Linked DNA regions of Ctenopharyngodon idella: region 1 is linked to region 2. Evidence: chromatin contacts called from public Hi-C data. All regions are on one chromosome and are shown on one strand. Each heading gives the region's core, a stretch centred on a gene start, on an enhancer-like site or on the middle of the called end of the contact. The rest is flanking DNA. Distances are from core to core; before and after follow the strand shown.

Evidence for each region. Hi-C and Micro-C count contacts between places; a contact is called where the count stands out from the background.
Region 1: a contact with region 2 is called in a Hi-C map of muscle, with 6 times the contacts expected there. The contact joins the promoter of xxylt1 here to the promoter of fam43a in region 2. A contact is called at or near these places in 2 of 2 Hi-C or Micro-C datasets (both in muscle).

The regions. Positions count from the first base shown.
Region 1 is chr11:25,653,445-25,656,144 of HZGC01, forward strand. It overlaps xxylt1 (xyloside xylosyltransferase 1), which reads right to left and starts at 1,261. Exons shown (of 5, transcript XM_051912002.1): 1 at 1,050-1,261; 2 at 1-106. The coding sequence starts at 96. pik3ca (phosphatidylinositol-4,5-bisphosphate 3-kinase, catalytic subunit alpha) reads right to left here. Exons shown (of 22, transcript XM_051911998.1): 22 at 2,562-2,700.
Region 2 is chr11:25,520,381-25,523,080 of HZGC01, forward strand. fam43a (family with sequence similarity 43 member A) reads left to right here and starts at 1,279. Exons shown (of 1, transcript XM_051913042.1): 1 at 1,279-2,700. The coding sequence starts at 1,489. The coding sequence ends at 2,532.

The sequences.
Region 1 (2,700 bases), core at 11-2,510, 130 kb after region 2:
CACTGCCAAGGCTGCGGCAAGGAGCAGCATGATCTGATAGGACCTGAAAGTACTGATCCTTCCCATGGTGACCGACAGCACCCGCAGGACACCCATGGATCCACTTCTACATGCACAAAATAGATTAGGATGTCATTTCTTTCCCCGTCTTGTTGACAGTTCCTAATCCATGCCTTGAATGCAAGAAAAAGGAATTTATCAATGGCATTTCCTGAGCTGAAAATGTCACTTCACACTTGATATTATACCTAATGAGATCAAATGGTACTATCTTTGTTTTGAGAGCTACGGAAAAGGGGATCAGTAAATAATAAGGACTTAAATTAAGGCCTGTTCATCACACGAATCTGTAATATGACTTAAGAAGACTTAGTGATATGTCATATGGACAGTTTTTATAAAACTTTTATGGTGTGTTTTTGTCATTTTGGAGCTTGACAGCCCAGTCCGCATTCACTGTATGGAATGGGGGGGAACTGAAACATTCACTCTTCAATAAAGCAATTTATTAATGATGACAAACGTTTTCGATTTCTCAACTTCTCTATTAAATGGATAGTTAACCTAAAATTACAATTATTTTGTTTCACAGAAGGAAATACAAGAGTGAGAAAATTATTTTATTGATATAATGATATATTATGGCTTTAGAAGACTTGGAATATAGTCATATAGACTATTTTTATGATTAATTTATTTACATTTTTGGTGAACACCCCCACTCTTCATTCACGTTCATTACATGGAAAAGAAACTCTTCAATATTTCGCGGTTTTCGCAACAAGGAAAACAAAATAGTCATACGAGTTTAACGACATTATGACATAAGAATGTTCTTTTTTGGATGAACTGTCCGTTTGAGTCATTCAGGGTCAAATGACAATTCAAAAGTGAACAACCTTCAACGGTGTCGGTGTCAGTGTCAGTGTCAGCTCTAATGCAAGTCAGCAGCAGACGTTCTTTTAAATATGCAAATCCGTACATGAATAATCCGTGGACCTTGCTGCAGGATGGCATGTTACTGCACAAGATTGTACTGAGGCACTTACCGCCGTCACATGACACATTCAGAAACGCGCACTAACATCAGAAGTCCTTCACTGCTGTTGAAAGCAAACTGTAGAGCAGTCGGTCACTAAAGATTGAAGGGAAAAATGAATTTGCAAAAAGCAGAAGAAGTGTGAAGACACGAGACATCTAAACACTTGCTCGTTTTACATCACCGGAAGTTAAACAGTTCATAATAAAAGACTCGCAATCACATGGTAGATTAACCATTTTTTATTTCTTTATTTCTTTATTTTAAAGTGCACCGTAGATAAATTAAGAAATAAAGATAGAACCTTATTTCTATCAGAGAATGGAATGTACGACAATTTTTTTAATGTTGATTTAAAATATAACTTGTATAGCTAACTATAGCTGTAGAAGCTGTATTTACTTAGACTTATTTTATTTCTATTTAGTTATGGATATAGATTACTTTTTTGATGTTTAAAGTATTTTGTACTTCAAAAAAAGAACAACTTATAAAAGTAAAAATAAGCTATATATATAGCTTATCTGTGTGTATGTATGTATGTAATTTACTCTTATATATTATTGCTATAATTTAACAATGAAAAATCTTTGTTGAATTATAGCAATATATATATATATATATATATATATATATATATATATATATATATATATATATATATATATATACATACAGTCAAACCAAGATTTATTCAGACACCTTGAACATTTCACTCATTATTAGTTTATTCACTATAATTTAAAAAAAAAAAAAAAGGTAATAAAATGACAAGATCTCAGAGTTAAACTGTGTCAAAAAAATTCATCTTAATTATGTCAGATAACACTTAAGCAAAACATGGTCAGGTCAAAGTGTCTGAATAATTTTTGGTTCCGAATTTTTATAAATTTTACTGGTAGTCCACTGTATGAAGAATTTTTGGGTATAATATGTCACAGTTTACTTTATTTTGATATCCTCACTTACATAAATGAACTATAGTGTCCTGCACCCACTAGTAAAAAAAATATCAAAAATGTCTGAATAATTTTTGGTTTGACTGTATATATATATATAGCTTATCTGTGTGTGTGTGTGTGTAATTTACTCTTTTTTATTAATTATATATTATTGCTATAATTTAACAAAGATTTTTCATTGTTATTAAAACAAAACCATTATCAAATCCTGAGACCACACTGGAAAATCAAGGTTTTAATGTCTAATTTAAACATGGAAAAGTTTTCAAATTATTTTTAAATATATTCTATGTAACTTTTTAAAATGTTTTAAAATATTGTTTAAAAGGTTTGTTTAATAAGTATTTGTAGGTCACTAATGAAATAAGTCATATGTGTGACAATGACTGTTGACTCACTGTCACCATCAGGTTTTTCACAAGCATTTGTCACATGATCTACACAAAGTTGGTCACAAAATGTTCTAGTCAAGCTACTGTTACTCTGAGAGTGTAAACTGTGAATGTTAATGCCATTCAGATACACAAACATATACATATGAAGTAAAACAGTAAGGAAAATTCTTGAAATACGTTTATTTGTACATAGTCACATAACACTCAAAATATTGAAGACAGACTGGATACAAAGCTACTTTTGAACTGAGGTGCACAATGAAACTGAATAGAAATGAAGATGAGGCTTTGTAACTGATGGCAG
Region 2 (2,700 bases), core at 29-2,528:
TGTCTCACTAAAATATGTCCGAGGAAAAACCAAAGGCTTTGCTTTGAATAGTTCCGGATGGGGAACTGTTTTCAAACTGCTTGAAGTCAGTGAACAAAAATGTGACCCTGGACCACAAAACCAGTCATAAATCGCACAGGTATATTTGTAGCAATAGCCAACAATACATTGTATGGGTCAAAATTATCGATTTTTCTTTTATGCCAAAAATCATTAGGATATAAAGTAAAGATCATGTTCCATGAATATATTTTGTAAATTTCCTACCGTAAATGTATCAAAAATATATATTTTTTGTGAGTGGATATGCATTGCAAAAGACTTCAATTGGACAACTTTAAAGGTGATTTTCTCAATATTTTGTTTTTTTTTTGCACCCTCAGATTCCAGATTTCAAATAGTTGTATCTCTGCCAAATATTGTCCTATCCTAACAAACCATACATCAATGGAAAACTTATTTATTCAGCTTTCAGATTTCAAAAAATGAACCCTTATTACTTGTTTTGTGGTCCAGGGTTACAAATAGACTGTCTGTTCCCTTGCATTGTTAGCATGCCACCAGTAGAGGGCATTACATAACAAGTTTCAGATTCGCCCAAATCCTTCTTCCTGCTCTATGCCCCAAAAGGGGCAATAATACTAATCCTAATAGTAATACTAATAATAAAAATAAAAAAGATAATAATAATAATAATAACAATAATTAAATATTATTGTTAATAATAATTATATGTAATATATTTAATCATTGTAATATTTAATTAATAATTACATTTTGTTGTTGTTGTTAATATATAGGCTAATAATAGGCTACATACTTAAACTTTATTACGACAGATTATTTTCATTATTGTAGAATATGTCGTAATAACAATAATAATAATAGTTGTTGTTGTTATGTATATAATATCAGGTTAAATACTTAAATTTAGCTATTTTTAGCCTTATAGAAATTAAAAGAATATGACACTTCGGTGTCAATATCGCTAAAAAAGTGGTATATCTGCAGAGAAAAAGATTTTTTTGTTGTCCGCAAACTAAACAGATATAAATATACTCCTTGACATACGTATAAGTCTGTGCATAAATGAGAACAAATTATCCGATATGAAACACTTCACATAAATAAATAACTTTAATAAATAAATATATGGATACTTGAGCAACAGCTGGGCGAAAAATCCCAGGCACCTTTAAGCCCCGTCTTGGTATCGTCCTAACTCCCCTCTGTGAGGCTGAATTGGTTCATTCCGATATATAAGTCACTGTTTCACGCTCGGACAGTACAGTGTGTTATTTAGTGATGCGGCGATTATAGCGTCCGACGCGACACTCCTCCGCTCACAGGTCTATGAAGTGCTCTGCAACTTTGAAAATGTCTTAAAGCAAGCCGATAAATGACTAAAGTCTGTTTCGTGGTAGAATTTAGGCGTAATAGAATTACTAGAGTAGATTTAGTATCTTCTTTGTCCTCAAGACGACCAGTATGTTGCCTTGGAAGAAGAACAAGTTCGAGCTGATCGAGGAAGACAAGCAGCAGTCCAAGCAGAAGGGCTATGCCGTGAGCCTCAACTACTCTGCGCTCACCTCCTTCGCCAAATCCTGCCCAGAAAGCGCACTCAACAGAGTCGGGAGCATGTTCAAATCCAAGAGGAAAAAGGTGAAAATCACCAGCGAGGACCCTACGTATACAGTCTTGTATCTGGGGAATGCCACCACTATCCAGTCCAAGGGGGACGGATGCACGGACGTGGCCGTCAGTAAGATCTGGGGCAAGAGCGAGATGGGCAAGAACGGCACCAAAATGAAGTTGACCATCAGCTCGCAGGGCATCCGCATGGTTCACGTCGACGAAAAGGCGAAGAGACCAGGACATCTCTATTTATTGCACAGGATCACCTACTGTGTCGCAGACCCGCGGCTCCCCAAGATATTCGCCTGGATTTACCGGCACGAGATGAAGCACAAGGCGGTGATGCTGCGCTGCCACGCCGTGCTGGTGTCCAAGCCGGAGAAGGCGAAGGCCATGGCGCTGCTTCTCTACCAGACCTCAGCGACAGCCCTGGCCGAGTTTAAAAGACTCAAAAGAAGGGACGATGCCAGGCACCAGCAGCAGCAATTGATCGGGGAGCAAACGATTCCCTTGGTGCCCTTGAGGAAGCTGCTAAACGGACAGTGTTACTATAAACCCCCGGTGGAGCGCAGCAGGAGCGCACCCAAGCTGGGCTCCATCACGGAGGACCTGATCGGAGAGGAGGAGGAGGAGAAATCCATGCACTTTGAGTGCGAGGATATTCTGGACAACGACAGCGACTGTATGGCCAACGGCAAGCAAGAACTGTGCCAGATTATCAATGACTTGGGCTCCATGAGTATAGGGAACGACGTGCAGACGCTAAAAGCCGACCTGAAAGTGACTCGCCTGCTGTCCGGGGAGAGCACGAGCAGCGAGTCCTCCATAGAGAGCAACCAAGAGCTGGTTTCTCTGCCTAATGGCATTGTGGATGGGAAAATGCAAGAAGTCGGCTGACCGAACAAAAACAATCTAGCCACACTTACATGGTAACAATGATGATGATGAAGAGCGTTTGGGTGCATGAATGTGCCACTTCATCCATTTGACTTGAACGCGCGCTGTTATTCACGGGATGTGTGTGAAAACCTAGTCAGCTGCCTACCTAGACATCATGTTTGGGTG